Regions from separate parts of the Mus musculus genome. Here region 1 is linked to region 2. A link is a contact called in public promoter capture Hi-C data. All regions are on one chromosome and are shown on one strand. Each heading gives the region's core, a stretch centred on a gene start, on an enhancer-like site or on the middle of the called end of the contact. The rest is flanking DNA. Distances are from core to core; before and after follow the strand shown.

Region 1 (4,541 bases), core at 1,840-4,339, 2.2 Mb before region 2:
TCAGCCAAAAACTAGGTCTGTAATGGTGCAAGGGTTACAACACACACACACACACACACACACACACACACTAATAAAAAAATACTTTAGCTGGGCAGTGGTGACACACACCTTTAATCCCAGCACTTGGGGGGCAGAGGCAGGCGGATTTCTGAGTTCGAGGCCAGCCTGGTCTACAAAGTGAGTTCCAGGACAGCCAGGGCTATACAGAGAAACCCTGTTTGGAAAACAAAAAAAAGAAAAACAAAAAACAAAACAAAAACCACCCAACAATAAAAACAACAAAAAACTTTAATAAAAAAGACCCAAAAATTAAACTTAGCAATACACCAAAACAATAACAATACACCCTTTAGTTACTAAGTCCAAAAGCAGAACCTCTACTTCTTTTGTTTTGAGACAGGGTCTGGCTATGAACCTCAACTGGCTGAGGACCGGGATCCTACTCTTTGAGCTTCTTGAGGGCAGCAAGTACAGTGTGCGTTACTTTGGTTTAAAAAAATTCTGACTACCCCCCCCCCCCCCAGTATGCTCATCATCCAAGCAACCCTATTTTCATTAAACAACTTCACTTTCTAATTGTCCAAGCCAAAGCCTGTGTAGTCATCTCTGCCACCTCCATCTCTCATGCCATATCTAATTCTTTGATGCCACACTGAAGTATGCCAAACTTCCACCACACTTCCTGTTACCACACAGCTGTCGTTATACAGCTCTGAGTCACAGGCATCTCTGGGTTTAAGTCTGCAGTGTCCCCTTGCAGTTCCTGTGACATCTACAATCTATTCTCAACACAGCAACTACAACAGAAATGAGGACACTGGTGGGACAAGACAGACAGGCACTCATGCCTTTAATCCATAAAGCACAATCCTGTAAGGTCTCCCTCCTCCCTGTCTACAGCCCTACTGAGCCTGACCCTGATCCCTCTTCGCCTTATCCCAGAGAGAAAAAGAAACAATTGACTTAGCTACAGGACAAAGCCAGGGACTCTTGAGGACAAACAGGCCATTGAGCTGAATCTTATACAGGGAATCTCCCTAAGACTCTTCAAGAAAACCAATCTTCACAGCTAATAAATCAGAGCTCCCTGGGGGCTGGTGCGATGGCTCAGTGGTTAAGAGCACTGACAGCTCTTCCAGAGTTCCTGAGTAAACCACATGGTGGCTCACAAACCATCTGTAATGGAATCTGATTCCCTATTCTGGTGTGTTTGAAGACAACTACAGTGTGTGTGTATATATACATATATATACACACACACAATACACACACACACACTTGATTTTTTAAAATATATGTGTATATATATGTATATGTATGTATGTATGTGTATGTATGTGTATGTATGTGTATGTATGTATGTATGTGTATATATATATATATAGTTTTAAATCTGAGCTCCCAAAGAAAATGCCTGTTGTTGGTTCTGTTGACAAGCACCTGAATTCCCTGTGATCTCAGCTGACTGTTCTCAATCCCTTTTCTTCTAATGACAACTTCTCCCCAGAGCTCATAGCCACAGCTTTTGTTCAGTGATCACTTAGGGTATGCATAGACATCTAGTGTCAGAAATAGATCCTTTCAACGTCATTTTTAATTTTAATTATATGGGTCTTCCCATGTAGCTCTGGCTGATGTGGAACTTGCCATGTAGATCATGCAGGCCTCAAACTCGGGGTGTTCCTCCTGCTTCTGCCTCCGGAGTGCTGGGGAGTTACATTCCTAAACTAGCTCTTTACAGTTGCTAGCTAGCACAAAGGGCTTAGAACAGTTCTTTACAAATGTAAATTCTACCACCTCACAAGTTCCTAGTGAAATTCCAAGTCCTTACACTAATCTTAAAAGCCCCAGCATACTTGTCCACCCTCTTATTCCCTTGCTCCCGCTGCTCCTGCTACACTGCTCTGCATGCTAGTCTGCCAAGCTCAGGGCCTTTGCACCTGCTGCTCCTGTGACCACATGTCCCTATGGCATCTTCCCTCGTCCTCCTTTTTTTCTTCTCTTTTTTCCTTCTTTTATTTTTTTTATTGGATATTTTCTTTATTTACATTTAAATGTTTTCCCCTTTCCAGGTCTCCCCATCGGAACCCCCCTATCCAATCCCCCCTCCCCCTGACTCTATGAGGGTGTTCCCCACCCACCCACTCCTGTCTTCCCTCCCTGGCATTCCCCTACACTGGGGCATCGAACATTCTCAGGTTCAAGGGCCTCTCCTCCTACTGATGTCCAAGTCCATCCTCTGCCACATAGGCAGCTGGAGCCATGGGTCCCTCCATGTGTACTCTTTAGTTGGTGGTCCAATCCCTGGGAGCTCCGGGGGGGTGGGGCGGGAGGGAGGATCTGGCCAGTTGCTCCCTCCATGGTGCTGCATCCTCTTAAGCTCTACTCAGTTGTCACTCTTGGGTGAATCCCGTTTCCTGTTCTAACTTGCTCCGTAGAAGCACAAGCTCACACCTGAGGCTCTATCTTCTGTTTTCACTGCACTCCTGGCCATTTGACAAGTTTCCCGTATTTCCTTATAATACGTTTCCCCCACTGGACAGCAAGTTCCAGAAAGATGAGAATGCTTCATGCTCAGGTATAGCAGGTGCTCTGAGGTAACTGTATAAAGGACATGAAGGCCCCTGGTAGATCTCTATTCAGATGTGAAGGAATGAAAGCCTGAGTGTGCAGTCCAGCTCTGCAGGGGCAGGCTGGACTGACTGTGAGATACTGCAGGCTGATGCTACTGCTGCCAGGATTTTAACAAAGCATAAACCAAGCCGTGCACAATACTCACTGAGCACTCACTAAAGACACCTGGTTGTCGTCCCTTCCGTGCAGAGCAACAAATCCGAAAACCTTGGACTAGGCGGGTGCTGTGGAATCCCTATCGTCTTTCCAGATTTAAGAACCGAGGGGGGAAAAGGATGCCCCCGTCCACGCCCACTCACCCATCCCATGCCAGATCACCAGCGGTGGTGGTGAAGGTGGGTCCAGATGCCCCAGGGCCCAGGCGGCGCAGCACCAAGGCAGCAGAGCGGCAGCTAGCAGCCTCCGCGAACAGGACGACGCCATCTTAGCAATCACATGACCGCGGGGACTGTGGACCAAAGTAATTCCGGTGGCCACGCCCCCTGCCGGGCTCTGCATCCTGACAGAGACGTTTATTCATTGCTTAACACCCACCAGACTCTACTATATAAGGGCTTTCCATCTTTTAATTGATCTTATGCACTGCTCTCATTTTACACCCAAGGACGCCTAGGTGACAATTCCCCCTTCCCCCTACGGAACTTTGCCTTCTCTTTCAGCTGTGTATTAGCAGAAAAGAGCTGTTTATTCGCTAACAATTATGTCATTTGCACGTAATTTTAATTCTATGTGTGGGCGTTTCATATGTGTACGGCTCGCGTTCTACAGCGCATGTGTGGAGGCCAGAGAACCGCTTGCAGGAGCGGTCAGAGGGATTGAACTGAGGTCATCCATCAGGCTTGGCTGCAGGTGCTTTCCCCCTAGGAGACTGTTTTTATTTTAGCACATGTGTGAGAAATTAGGTAAGGTCCTCGGAGGCGGAGGCAGAAAACTCTTCAGCACAGTGCCATAGTACTTATAGCCCTTGGAAGAAAAGGCTCAGTGTCGGGACTGGGGAAGGGAGACTTGATTTTCATCCAGGGCAAGTTATATCATGGTGAGGTTTGGTTTGGATCGTAAAGCTAAGATGGGGTTTCAAAAGCTAAAGATGTAATTAGGGAGGAGGAAGTTTGGACTCCTGAAGAGGGAAAAAAGTATCTTATTAAAGATGTAATAAGACTTCCAGGCTGTCATGGACTCTCAGGTATTTCATGTACTAGGAAGATGGGAAACATAGCTACGTCCTATCCAAGCTCCACTCTGGTTTATTATAGCCCAGAGGCTCCTGTCTATGCTCCCACATCTTTTCTAGATTCCCTCAGTGCAGCCTCGGCACCTCAATGACAGTGTCAAACATTTTTTCCCCTAAAAAAGCATTAAAAATGTTTAAAGGAATCTGTTAAATAGGGTGTATTCACGGTACAGTGGGACTCTCTGACACCGGCTTTATAAAGGATGAAGTAGTCTTGTAGAGAGCGACATATGAAAAATCTAGAAGAATAACCGGTTGTGCACCCACATGAAACCCTTCTGTACCACCCCACTGAAACCAGCAGTTACTTAGTAATTGGAAAGCCAATTAAAATACAGGATTAGGATGCATTATACAGTGCACAGTCTGATAAGCGTTGGGCCAGCTAGATTGTTCAGCTGGATAAAACAATGGCCACTAAGCCATTCCTGATCCTTTCCTCTTGAGAACTATGATAGCTTGAGGTTAAAAAAAACAAGTTGTGCAAGCTGTCTTCTGAGCTCTATACACCGACAGTCACATGTCCCCATAGAGACTCATAAACACACAATGTAAACAAATAAATCAGAGTAAAAACAAAGGAAAGCAAAAATAGGCCCGGGGCCAGGAAGACAGCTCTGTCTTTAAAGTGCTTGCTGCTTCAGCGTAGAATCTGAGTTGGATGGCCACACCC
Region 2 (4,654 bases), core at 1,242-3,741:
TCACCCACTCTCGCCCATGTTGCAGGTGTTAGAGCTGGTGCCCTCACAGTATACCCTGGGATAACTCACAGCTGCTGGGGTCACATGCAGGAGCACTGGTCACTAGAGCAAAGGCCAATGATGTGGAGACAAAGGGCTCAGTGCAATGACCTTGCTCTCTAGTCTCTGGAATTTACTGTCTCCTAGAGAATGCACCGCTGCCTGTCCCTGGCATTATGGAAGCCTGTCTGACTAGGTCTCTTTCTCCTGGCCTTCAGCCTGTCTTCCAGCCTTTCTCCCACACAGTAGGGGATCTTTCCAGAGTTGACAGCAGAGGGTGCACTAGAGATCTGGACTTGAAGGTCAAATCTTGCCAGGCTTGGGCTGGCGCCACACCCCTTGTCTGTGGAATGAGGACTGAGCTGGTCACATAAAGTTGCCATGAAACCATTAGATCTTCCCAGTCTGTTCCAGATGCTCCTTGTCCTTTCCCAGAGTCCACGAACTGGTATACGGCCCTCCCTTTAGTCAAGGCCTGTCCTGTTCCTCAAGACAGTTGTCATTCCATATTGTTGATCCCATCAAATGTACCTCCCTGAAGCTGAAATGACCTCCACCCCAACTAGCTGAACCTATTCCACCTGTTTTCTGGACAAGTCCCTTCCATGTTCCAAGAACAGTCTGTTTCCAGGTCTGTCCCTATGATTCCTTATGCACCAACGCTCAGAACAAACATCTCTATAGTTTCCGGAGGTGACTAAGAGTCTGACAGTGTGCTATAGTCATTACATGGATGAAGTATGAAGTATGTGTGAAGTATGTATGGTTCAGTCTCTATCAACACACACACACACACACACACACACACACACACCGCTATAAAAGTATCACAACCATATCCTTCCAAAGAAACCAAAAGGGCAGTGTCGTGGGCAAGTGAGATAGTCTCTGTTCAAAGCTAGGGCTGCCTGGATCTTCAGGGGACCCCCCCCCCCCAGTTCCTGGAGTCCTAGTGGCTAGGAAATCAAACGGATTAAGCTGTTAACTGGCCAGGCAGCAGCCTGGACCCCTCAGGTTATGTCATGACAATTGCACAACTCTCAAGACATTTTCAAAAGAAACTATCAGGTCTCTTGTCCTTTGGGCTGTTGAGGTTGCGAGCCTCAGTTTCACTTTGGGACTCTAACAGCCTCAGACTTTTTGCAAGTTACAGGTACTTGAGGGTGGGGATGAAAAGGAAATGGAAACTCAAAATTGTAAAGCAACCCAGTTTTATTTTGGTTTTAGAGGCCAGCGGGAGCATGGCTCCACTCTGCAGGGGTTAGGTGTAAAATCCTTCCCTCCCCCGGGCCAGGGGCCCAGGGAAGGTAGGGGGTACGGAGAGATGGCTCCCTAGACCCAATCCGGTTAGTAGGCTGCTCGAGAAGGAAGGTCAGGCAGAGGCCTGTAATGGCTCAGATTGGGGCAAGGCGGCGGAAAGAGGGCACAGAATCCAAGAACGTGGAATCCGAAGGCTGGTTCAGTTCCCTCCATTAGACCGCTGAGGCTTGGGTATGAGAAGCGAGACCCAACTGTCATCTGGCAGGAGGCAGAGCCTGGAGGCAAGGCAGGTGTTCTCGGCTGGAGCCGTCTCGGCACGAAAACCAGGCGCCTCCACCCTCACGGAGGGTGTGTGGGAGCCGGGCCACCGGGCGCAAGGTCCCGTGTCTCTGGGTGGTGGCTCTCAACAGCTCACCGAGCCGGCGGCCGGCGCTGACCCCAGGTCTGAGAAGCAATCGAACTCGCTCTGGCCGAGGAAGAGCTCCGGCAGCTCGCGTACGCGGTGCAACCCGAGCTCGAGTTCCAGCGACGTCAGCGCCTCTTCGTCGATGAGCTCGGTGTCCATGCAGCCCAGGGCGGGTGGCGGCGGCGGCGGCGGCAACGAGGCTGCGGCTCCGGGCGCCGGCTGCAGAGGTGAGGGCCCTCCAGCGGCTGCCGGGGGCGCCGGGATGCGGCCCGGGGACGGTGTGGCTGCAGACTGCAGGTGCGTGCTACCGGCGCCCGGCGACTGCGAGACGGGGAAGGGCTGGAAAGAGACCGGCGACCCGAAGGAGCCGTATGCCAGGGTCCCGGGTGGCGGCGGCGGTCCCAGCGGAGCCCCCCGCGGCCGCAGACCGCTGTCCATGCCCGGGCCTGCGTATGGCTGCAGAGTCCGGGGAGCGTGCGGGCCGTGGGTGTGCGGCGGCACCTGTAGCAGGCAGTAGCCCTCGGCGAGCATCAGGTGGTCGGCCATAGCAGCTGGCGGACAGTCAGGGCACGCCCCGGGTCTCGGCCAGCGGCTCCTCTTGGGCGGGAGACCCGGGCACTGTGCAGTCCCTGCAACTCAACCAGGCAGAGGAAGAATAAATCGGATTCGTTCACTGTCTCACCCGGGTCTCCCGGATCTCCTCTCTTCTGCGCTGCCCACAGCAGTAGTTGCAGGCCGCAAAAGAAACAGACAGCCCAAGGGTTCCCAGGCTTTCGCGCAGTGCCTTGAAGTCCGGAGATTTTTTATACCAAGAGGCGGGAACGCCACGCCCACTCTCTGTCATTGGCTGGATGAATCCCTTCTGGGCGGGTCGTGAACCTGTCCAAGAAGGTATTGGTCCCGCCCCCTACCAGAGCTCCGCCCTTTGGGCCTGCAAGGGCGTCCCAGGATGCAGGCACTTTGGTAGGGCTGGGTGGTTGACATTTTTCTGGGGCTTGGTCAGGCCTTCGAGGTACTGGTTAAGAGGGGGTATGGGAGTAGCTTGAATTTGCCAGATGAGGTGAGAGGGCCAGTTCCTGTAGTTTCAGGATCTTGGCGTCACTCAATTTACTATTTTTTCGGACTGAGCCTCAGAGGCAGGAGAGATTTCCTGGAAACACACAGTAAATAAAGCCTTTAAGATTCAAACCCGGAACTTTGTATTGCACTTCAGCGAAGTGCAATGTCCTTTGAAGAGGTCAGCTCTCTGTTCCTACAATCCCCAGGGAGCCAATTGCTCCTTCTCTCTGGTTCACACTGTGCTGTCTGTTGAAGCTTGTCCTGAGTTGTTATTAAAGTAATTTATGGGCATGTCTCCTGAAGGACTTGTTCATCTTCTTACCCTCAGCATTTGGCCCGCAGCCTGGTTCAGAGCTGGCTTTCTGTAAAAGTGGAATGAATGAGCAAATGATGGCGTGAATTGCAGCTCATTCACCAAACTGCGGCTTTCTCCTCCGTAGGATGCTGGCCAGAGTAGCAGAGACCACAAGCGCCTATGGTGAAAGTTAGCTGAGGCTCTGTGTGTGTGTGTGTGTGTGTGTGTGTGTGTGTGTGTGTGTGTATAGAGCCCTCCATAGTGCCTGGCACATACATATGTATTAAATGTTCTTTAATCTAGTGAAAGGTTGGCTATAAGGCTGGCTCTAATGATCACCCAATGGGGGATTTCCAAAGCTTCTTTGAATCACAATAATCCTAACTTGGAGCTTTAGAGTGCTCTACATTCTACAAGTGCCTTTCTGGGGTAGGGTATGAATTTTTAGCCCTATTTTGCAGATAAGAAGACTAAGGCACCAAAGGAAAATGAGGCTGTGCAGAGGCTGTATGCAAATAGTCATTCCTATATGCAACAAGCTCTTTGAGCCACAGGCATGCCGGGGACGGTTTCCTGGAGCCTGACTTACACATGTTGGCTTTCCCCTCCTCAGGCTCCCCTCCCCCCTGCAGCAGCCTCTGGCCTTCCTGGAACTTTGGTTTATCTAGCTGGTGTAGAGGGGAGAAGTTTAGCAGCCGAGTTCAGAGGCCCAAGTTCTAATCATAGCTCTGCCACCTGCAGGGGCGTTGGGTGGGGGCTGGGGGGGCATCACTTGATTCCATAGGGCCTCTGCTTTCTGCTGTGAAAGGAAGTTGGTGGTCCTAGTCTAGTATAATGAAAGCCTTGGGCTATCTCTTTTTCTCCAGATAGGGCTCCACACAGAAATTCTTAAACCTGACTGTTAGGGGGAACCCTAACCTTCTGACTCAGAAGGTTAACACTGAGATGTTTGTTTGTTTGTTTGTTTGTTTGTTTTAGGCAGAGCCTTGCTGTGTAACCCAGGCTGGTCTTGAAGCTGATATTATTGTCGTTCAGCCTTCCTAGTGCTTAGACTGTGGGTGGTTTGGAATCATAAGACTATGTTTTTAAAAAAAATCACCCTGACATAGCTGGTCTAAGGACACCATCGTTTGGCAGTGGTTACATCACAAGACAGTTTTGCTTTTAGAAAAAAGTGTGTGTGTGTGTGTGTGTGTGTGTGTGTGTGTGAATAATGCTTTAAAAAGTTATCTAATCTGGGGCTGGAGAAATGGCTCACCACTTAAGAGAGCTTGCTGTTCCTCCAGATGGCCTGAGTTTGGTTCCCACTGTTCATACTGGGCAGCTCACAACCACCTTTAATGCCAGCTTCAGATGATCCAATAGCTTCTTTTTACTTTTGTGGGTACCCACATACACATCTCACACAAACATACACAAATCAAAATTTAAAATAAGATTTTTGAAGTTCTTTAGCGCGTTTGGTGCATTAACTGACAACTAACAATTCACTGGGAGACGGTGGAGGAGCCTACTTCCATCAAGGGCTTGCTATACAAACTTGGGGGCTTGAGTTTGGATTCCCAACATCCACATAAAAAGCTGAGGTGTCCAGG

What was found. Promoter capture Hi-C pulls out the DNA fragments that hold promoters and counts their contacts.
Region 1: a promoter capture Hi-C map of cranial neural crest shows a contact between it and region 2. The contact joins the promoter of Ppt1 here to the promoter of Cited4 in region 2. A contact is called at or near these places in 2 of 39 promoter capture datasets (cranial neural crest and liver).

What each region holds. Positions count from the first base shown.
Region 1 is chr4:122,834,775-122,839,315 of GRCm38.p6, reverse strand. It overlaps Ppt1 (palmitoyl-protein thioesterase 1), which reads right to left and starts at 3,089. Exons shown (of 9, transcript NM_008917.3): 1 at 2,937-3,089. The coding sequence starts at 3,060.
Region 2 is chr4:120,664,400-120,669,053 of GRCm38.p6, reverse strand. Cited4 (Cbp/p300-interacting transactivator, with Glu/Asp-rich carboxy-terminal domain, 4) reads right to left here and starts at 2,491. Exons shown (of 1, transcript NM_019563.2): 1 at 1,234-2,491. The coding sequence starts at 2,251. The coding sequence ends at 1,703.